3 separate regions of the Mus musculus genome follow, and regions 1 and 3 are each linked to region 2. Evidence: chromatin contacts called from public capture Hi-C and promoter capture Hi-C data. All regions are on one chromosome and are shown on one strand. Each heading gives the region's core, a stretch centred on a gene start, on an enhancer-like site or on the middle of the called end of the contact. The rest is flanking DNA. Distances are from core to core; before and after follow the strand shown. Region 1 holds the start of Sox2ot (SOX2 overlapping transcript (non-protein coding)). Region 2 holds the start of Ccdc39 (coiled-coil domain containing 39). Region 3 holds the start of 4930419G24Rik (RIKEN cDNA 4930419G24 gene).

The links. Promoter capture Hi-C pulls out the DNA fragments that hold promoters and counts their contacts. Capture Hi-C pulls out chosen DNA fragments and counts their contacts.
Region 1: a promoter capture Hi-C map of embryonic stem cells shows a contact between it and region 2, with 2.6 times the contacts expected there. The contact joins the promoter of Sox2ot here to the promoter of Ccdc39 in region 2. A contact is called at or near these places in 2 of 39 promoter capture datasets (embryonic stem cells and stem cell-derived epiblast-like cells) and 2 of 115 datasets of contacts at active chromatin or transcription factors (both in embryonic stem cells).
Region 3: a contact with region 2 is called in a capture Hi-C map of embryonic stem cells, with 3 times the contacts expected there. The contact joins the promoter of 4930419G24Rik here to the promoter of Ccdc39 in region 2. A contact is called at or near these places in 5 of 39 promoter capture datasets (the SN4741 cell line, cranial neural crest, embryonic stem cells and 1 more) and 1 of 9 other capture datasets (embryonic stem cells).

The regions. Positions count from the first base shown.
Region 1 is chr3:34,559,059-34,561,758 of GRCm38.p6, reverse strand. Sox2ot (SOX2 overlapping transcript (non-protein coding)) reads right to left here and starts at 1,378. Exons shown (of 5, transcript NR_015580.2): 1 at 1,190-1,378; 2 at 977-1,043.
Region 2 is chr3:33,843,005-33,845,795 of GRCm38.p6, reverse strand. It overlaps Ccdc39 (coiled-coil domain containing 39), which reads left to right and starts at 1,486. Exons shown (of 20, transcript NM_026222.2): 1 at 1,486-1,691. The coding sequence starts at 1,602.
Region 3 is chr3:33,023,293-33,026,182 of GRCm38.p6, reverse strand. It overlaps 4930419G24Rik (RIKEN cDNA 4930419G24 gene), which reads right to left and starts at 1,406. Exons shown (of 8, transcript NR_040595.1): 1 at 1,281-1,406. Pex5l (peroxisomal biogenesis factor 5-like) reads left to right here. Exons shown (of 16, transcript NM_001310460.1): 4 at 1,383-1,487.

The DNA.
Region 1 (2,700 bases), core at 129-2,628, 720 kb before region 2:
CTCATCCCAGCCTGGCCCCAAAATGAGGCTGAGTAGCCACCATCAGCGTGCACTTTTAATTCCCATGGTAAGAAAAAGAGGAAAACACAGCAGCCCGGAGCTGCCTGAATCTTACAGAAAATCATAGCATGCAACTGGTCTTTGTAAAAGGAATGGAGAGCAGTAATTTTAGCTGTCACCTATTTATTTTGCTTTTGGTTAGTATGTATCCCCCTGACTCCAAAATTCAAGTGGGGCATCCAGCAGACATTAAATAGACTTTGAGCCCGTTTGTAGAAACTCAGAGAAACAATGTTGCTATTTCCTCTTACAGCTTAAAAAAAAAAATCAGCAAAGATTGAGGCGTGTTGAGCTCGTGAAGTGTGGTGCATCGGAGTTGAGCACTCCAAAGCACTTTATGTCAACTTCCTAACACCCTTACTTGCCTGCCATTCCCTGTGTAACCCTAGCAAGCTCATGACATTTGTCTATAAAAATCAGAGTTTAAAACTGTACAAGAATAATTTCCATGAAGTTAGAGTTAGTGCACTAAAAAAAAAAAAAAAAAAAAAAAAAAAAAAAAAAAAACCAAAAACCAAAAAAAAAAACACCAAACCAAACCAAGCCAACCCCTCACAAACAACGTCACAGTGCACTCTTTCAGATAGTTATGGTCCATACCACTGGGATTCACCCTGGGCTCTTTATATTCTCACTTACTTAATAAAGGAAAAGAGCAACTCTAGCCTTTGCACTGGGAGACATTAAAGCACAGGTGTCAGACCCAGGGTCAAAACAGGAACCAGGCAGGGCCTTTCGGGAGGCAAGGGAGAATTATGTGCTATCATGTGGAGGTCAATTGACTTGAAACTTAATCACAGGTTAAGCCCCCTTTCTTTCCATTCTAAAGGAGAAGCAGCACCTGTGCCAGCAGCCACTCACCCTGCACTTGACACAGCAGCCACGACAATTTTTTAGTTACAAGTCAATTACTTACTGGAATAGAAAGAGGCTTTCACTCATCCCATGGATGGCCACTGTTCTGGAGAAATCTGTCAGGTTTGCTAGAGGAGGAAGAAGAAGAAGCAAGAGGAGGAGGAGGAAGAGGAGAACAGAGACAGGTGGAAGTTAAAAAATCCATGGTTCTCCACAAAGTTTCCGAGCTAGGCCAGCCCACCCGGGCAGAGAAGCTGCGCGCGCAATCCCTTACCTTCTCGGTACTGCCCAGAGCTCTTGGGGGTGAGGCCTGTCCCAGCAGACAAGTCCTGGGACCTTCCCCATCAGAGGATCAAGGTTGGGTGCGAGGGTGTGGCCGTGCACCTGAGGACAGGAGCCAGCTAAGTGTGGACAGAGAGAGCCAGCAGGAGAGTGTCCCCTGCCACAGTCAGCCCTGAGCAGGGACTTGGAACACACTGGCTGTGGACTTTTGTTCAAAGCTGTCGTTTTTTTTTCTTTCCCTTTATTTCTTCTTTCTTTCCTTCTTTTTCTTTTTTTTCTTCTTCTTTATTTTTTTTTTTAGTGAAGCTAGATTAGTTCATACAAAACTCAACAATGCAGCACTGAAACCCATTGTTGATATTCAACATTTTTCACATAGCGGAACAGAATAGACAATACGGTATCTAAGAAACCATGGGCTGGATTGCACGCTGATGATGCTGTGTCCTTCTAGGGGCCTGTAATCCCTTTTTATTACCTACCACAGTAAAAACAAAACAAAACAAAGCAGCAAAGAAAAAACAAACAAAAAACAAAAAACAAAACAAAACTAAACCCAAAACAAGCAAGCAAGCAAACAAACAAAACCCCCAACAAGACGTGTTTGGGACTCTCTCAGAATAAATCTATGACATTGCTCTTCTTAGAAATAGGAGAAATTGACAGGGAATCCCAGCACTAAGTCCTGAGGCACCATTCCCACTCAAGCAAGTTACTGATTTTAAAAACTACCGTTATCCTAACTTGTATGTGAACACCCACGGGCTTTTAACAACAAGATTATTTGAAGATGTTTGTTTAAGCCCAATATTTAAAATTAACTTGATTTTTCCCATGCCTTAAGAAAAATACCTGGAAAGTGACTTGTTTCAAGGTCCCTAGGACCAGAGCTAAGATGGCACAGACCATTGTTATGAACTTGTGTTGCTATTATTAATGAGTTATTATTTATTTCGCTATTAAGAGAATAGTAATTTCCAGGGTTTGGGGAGGGGGTTGGTTACCTCTTACCTAGCTCAGTGAACAATTTTTTACCTTTAACATCATGTTTCAATTTTACTATTTCAGTTTGAAAATGTGTACTGGTAAAACCATTCTTAACCGGGTGGCGATGCCCATTAACCTTTCTGGTGATCTGGCCCAATCCCTTTAAAAAACGCAATCCAGTTCCCACGCTTTTCTCAAGCCTCCCAATGGCCTAGGTAGCCACAGAAGTGATTGTTCCAACTGGGTTCTTTTCATCACTTCTGCAATTGACCAATTGACAACTGATTGATGGTTATCTTTTCACTTCAACAATGAAGGAAATTACCATCACTATAGCTATGTACAGTAAATGCCTCCGGAGTAAATTACATGATTCTAAAATTCTCCTTAGCTCACTTGGTAAAAACATCAACACAAAAAACTTTCTTTTTTGTGCTGCTTTGCAGCATCCCAGATTTGGCCTTTCCTGTCAGCTGCAGAAAGAGAACTTGACAGCTTCTTTAAAAGGGGAGCATA
Region 2 (2,791 bases), core at 237-2,736:
AAAGAATTTAAGAAGTGAATTAACTTTTCAAATACCAGTGCATACTATTCTCCCTGGCTTAGTGTGTGGAACACACACAACTCAGCAACTGGCACTGGGAAGGCAGTTGGGATATTATGTTTGTCAGCTCACCTTTTGGATGGGCCGTAGGTAGGAGTGTTGTGCTGTGAGCATCTTGCTGTGGATGCCGTTCTGCTCTTATGTTAAAGCTGACTGACTTGATCAGAACTTCGATGGTGTAGAGTTGGAAACCCAGAGCCAAATTATCTTGAGCTATCTTTAGTCTCCTTAATAGCCAGCCGTTCATTGCCCATTTGACCAGGTAATGCTTGTTGGGCTGTACTAACTTAGCAAACCACTAGCTTTCACCAACCCCAAAGCTATGAATGTCACCAGATAGTATTTGAAACCTATGGATAGCACTGACTTCCCAACTATGCTGTTGTTGGGAAGAAGCAAAGGAAACTTACTCCAGGCAGTACCATTTCGTTTTCAGACTCCATTTAATCATAGGGATAAAGTAAATTCAAGGTCCCAGATCCCAGGGAAGCCAGGGGCTTCCCCATAGCTGAACATCTTCTGTTGTAAACGGTTGAGTCTAGACATCTCAGGCACAACTTCTCTGTCTTGCTGGCAGGGTTAAACAAGTTCATATGCTCCTGCCAGCGTCTTTGTCCCCTTATCACTCTTAGCTCTGGACCTAATGTCTTGGAGAATGAATTAAGGACCTTGAAGCCAGGTGCTCTGTACAGGCTCAGTCTCCCAACAGGTACTCCCATGTTTAACACATAATGTCAAAATACAATTGGATAACGCTGCAGTTCCCACCAGCTCCCCACTTTGAATTGTGTTACCATCCTATAACAATGCTGTATAATCTCCCACCCCGTACGTGGTTCAGATCCCAAACTGGCTGCCTCCCTGAGCACTCAGAAAATAAAGCCTTAATTTTTAAATTTCCATCTCTAAAGTGAGTTTTCTCAGCTTCCATCTCAAACCCAATACTAACAGTCTTTGGTGATGTTTTCATCAATGCATTGGAAAAATGCCTTGATTTATTGCTTCCTTTTCTTCTGCAATTACAAAAACGTAGTGAAGCAAGTTTCCATGCGAGAACATGCTATTTGGGGCAGCCTGGATCTGTGTTCCCAGATCATGGTCCCTTATATATGACTTAAGAACAAATCTGAAGCCACTTTTGGGTATTATACTATCCCTCAATCTGGTGGTCGTCCATCCTGCTATCCTGTAGTCCACCATCCTGGCACCCCAGGAGCCTATGCCTTCCATCCCCGAACTTTGTGGTCCTCTGGAGCACCCGAGCTTCCAGATTTGCACGTTTTGGAAGTCCTGGGAGTGTATCTATCCGTGCAAAGAGAGCTGTGCCTCACAGACACAGGCAAGCAAATTCTACCGGCTGCAAAAAGGACAAGGGAATTCTCAAAGGAAGTTCCGCCTTCCAGCCTGAGTGCTTCCTGTTTGGTAACTAAGGGCGCCTGGCTGTTGCTAGGGCCGCGGAATACAGACGGTTAGGCTTGGCTGCGAGCTCCAGGGAACGGTTTTGGGTGGCTTGTCTGTGATTCCTTTGAGCCTCGTACGCCATGTGCAGTGAGTTCTTGTCAGAGCTGCACTGGGAAGATGGGTTCGCCATCCCCGTGGCCAATCAGGAGAACAAGATCCTGGAGGATCAGGTGAGGAGGACCGGGTGGGATTTAGGGGAGAGACGACCAGAGGGGAACAGCTGAGGAATGGTAAAAGGGCTGGTTGAACGCCGCCAGGACTGCCAATGGATGACCAGGTAAAGACTAGGTAAGGAGTGTAAATAGAGGATGCTGGGCTAGGTGGGTATCCAGTGGGAATCCGGGGGAGGGCCAGGGAAGACCAAGTCCCACGTACAGGTGCCGCGCTGCTCATTTGCACCTCTTGTGGCCTGACTTCATCACTTAGATCTGATACTCCGGCCTCCCCACTTTCTCTCCTGCTCCTATCAGTTACTACACATTTGAAAGTTTTATCGAAGCAACAATTTCTATTCAGGGCCATAAAACCCGAGTCTCACTCTTCCAGCTGTTTCAGGTGCCAGCTAGCAGGCCTTTCCCATCCAATTAAGGATCACAAATGCATTTTTGGTGTTTCCTAGTAACCACCATTTACACATGTGCACACACAAGACACATTCTTGCCAGCATTTGTGTTTCTGTGATGTTTAAAATCGCTTGAGGTGCTTTCAAGGAAAACATTTTAGTGAAGTATGCAATATAGAGTTTCAGAGTGAGAATCGAGGTGTCACAAGATGGTGAAATATTTCACATTGTTAGGACAAACCTGCACCAACTAAAATACATGCAGTTTAAGTCGTTTTTTTGTTTGTTTGTTTTTTGTTTTTTTAATTGCAACCGGCTCCACAAAGTTAATGCATCTTTAGCAGTCACCCAAAGTCCCACGAAATGGTACTAGGGTGTGGGGAAGAGGGAACCAAGAATTGAAGATTTGTGCAAATTGACAAGGTAGAAGAGAATATTTTCTGCCCTCTGAAAGTGAGCATAAAAGACTTTTGGGTAAATCTTCTGAGAAGACTGGAACGTTTGGAATGCTCTGCTCTGCTCTGCTCTGCTCTGCTCTGCTCTGCTCTGCTCTGCTCTGCTCTGCTCTACTCTACTCTGCTCTGCTTTGCTCTGCTCTCCCCTCTGGTTAGGATTGGGCATTTCCCCTTAAGGACCATCAATATTAGGACAGATAAAAGATCACTGCTGGTGCCCGAGTCATAGCCGCCAATTGAAGGTTTGGAGCC
Region 3 (2,890 bases), core at 157-2,656, 820 kb after region 2:
TTTAAAAGGAACACATGATCATTTAATAATACAGTCCTTAAGCCAAAACAAAGCTACAGAACTATAAACAGATTCACACATCTTAAAGTCTGTTAACTATACAAAAAGGTTTCCTTTAATTCCATAAATATAAGGTGCAACTGGCTCCATTTTAGGAAGTTAGAACCTGTGTAAATGGATGGTTCACCCCTAAATGGGACTTGCTTTCTAGATGTCCTAGGAACACCTAAAATACTAACTTAAGCCTCTTTGTGTTACATCAGGTGAAGCTACCGAGTTTAATGAGTTCTAGGGTTAATCCCTTCCCAGACAACTCCGAGACAACACACACACATGCACACACACACACACACACACACACACACACACACACACACCACCCATCCTTGTCTCTCTCTACTTGTGAGACAGCTATATCTTAAGTAGATTGACAACACAAAATATGGAATGTGTTCTTAGTGTAAAGATGATTTTCTCCGGGGAGGTTGTGCCAAGAGACCAGAGAAACATCCACGTTTTTGCTTTGAAAATACTGAGATTACTGACTGGGAAAGCGATGCTTTGTTTTGTTCCCTGATGAGCGCCCCATATTTAGTCTCATAAACTTGAGACTCTGGTCAACTCAAAATACAGAAGGCTGACATCCCTGGTGACTCACAGTTCTCCTTATCGGAGACAATCTGACACCAGAGACAGCCCCAACAGGATCTGCCCCAACAGGAATGTTTAACTTGTCTGTTTATAAAATTCTTCAATTGGAAGACATTTCTAAAATTGTATTGATGTTTTTTAGTCTCAAAGACATTAAAACTAGGGGAAAAGTACTACCTCCCTCAGGTCAGCCCATCTCACAGAACCCTCTGCTATGAGAGGCCACTGTAGAACACTTACAAGATGGCACTTATACACACCCTATGCCAAATCCACTGAAACGTGAGATTTCAAAGACCACCCAGAAAAAAAAAAAAAAAAAAAAAATTCTCAACAAATCAGAGCCTGGCTCCAATCTCTGCCCTAAACCAAAATATCTAGGGACTGCCTAGTCAAAATTTACGAATGAATACAACAGGAAGTCATAGCATACTAAAACTGATACTACAAAAATATATTCCTATTATGTTAATTGCCTTCAAATATCTTATACATATAAAAATACTATGTTAAACAGGTTCGCTGTAGAGGGTGAAAAAGTAGCTAACTACAAGTTCACAAATAATCTTTCAGATTTTGTGTGTTTTCTCCTCAGCCAAAAGCCTCAAGATTCCCTGGCAGCAGCCTACCTCTTCACTCATGTCGGATTGCTCTTTAAACATTAGCCTATCTTGTCATAAATAACTTCAAGATGCCTCCTGACACATTCGTTGTTGGTTTCACTGTTGTAGGGAAAAGGCTCTAGGGCTGCAGATAAGGCTGTTGCCATGGTGATGAAGGAGATACCGAGGGAGGAGTCTGCAGAAGAAAAGCCCCTCCTTACTGTGACATCACAGGTGGGCAGACCCATAGGGTTCCTGTAGGAAGCTGACATATGTTAATGTATCAAAAAATGCGATCATCAGCTAAAAGAAAGAAAAACAGTAACTCACGCCAATCTTTTTAAGGCAGTTTCAATGAAACAACTGTGCAAATATAAATGAAAGCCAAAATTGAAAAAAAAATAGTTCTTGATCATGAATATTAATTTTCATTACTCAACATTAGTTTTAAAATTTAAGACAATATCTGTACACTCTACTTCTTTAAAAGGAGTCTTGTTAACTTTGAGAAATACCAATAACAAGCAAAAAAAATTGAATTCCTGAATAAATCCAGTCATATTATATACATATGTCAGTTTACCAGTAGATGGTCTAAATTTTCTTAATTGTTAACTATATTTCTGTTGTGACTTTGCATACTACACACTTGTCTATACATATTTATGTTGATAACTGTGTTACAGGGATGGGCCGGAAGTCCCCAAATCTCCATGCAGAAAATGGCTCTCTGCTCCTCTCCACACTTGGTGGCCTTGATGAGGAAACACCATCTCTATTTTGAGCATGAAAGGGCCATTTTCAGCCTTTATTGTAACACACATAGGAAGAAGTCTATTTGTCTTTGAAGGCATGCTGAAACTGATCCTGCACATGCCCAGGGACTCCTGAAACACCCTGTAAAAGTCTCCATAAATATCTATAGCACAACTCATTGCCACCCTGTGCAATTCTCAGTTTTAAATTCTGAGATGAAAAATATTTTTCTTGCATTTATCTTATAATTTAGATTAGGTTGTTATGTTAAACATTTCATTTCTTCCATAACGCATTTGTAAATGCCGTGATTCTATTCCGATTACACACATGCCTAGAATTAGAGAAATGGCCATTTACAGCCCTCATGAAGCACATTTCTGTCAGATGCTAAATTATGGCGGCTTATTTTCAGAATATCAGCAGATCTGGTCCCCAGCTGCTGCCAACATGTGTGGTTTTATTTTATTCTAAACGCCACATTGTAAGTAATGAAAATTATGTAACACCAAAATTGAATAAATTTTTAAGTTATTAAAGATTTCTAGGATTGGGGAATAAATGTTATGTTGCGAGGGTGGGTTTGTTGTTGTCTATAAAGCGAAGATGCCTCTTCTTCAGGGTAATCAATCCTCTACTGAGTTGACATAAGGAAGTATAAACCATTTTACAATGATCACCAGCCCATCAGAGTCAGGCCTTTGTGAATAACATTTGAAAATATCCAGCCCACAATACCTGTGTGAATGATTGGCAGGTGAGCCCTTGGCATTCCTGGCAGGTGATGAGCCACACAGCTATGCCAGTGTTGGCTCTTGTGCACCTTGGGATACCACAATTGAGACAGGCTCCAATTGACTCTGAGGCCTTATATTTTGCTG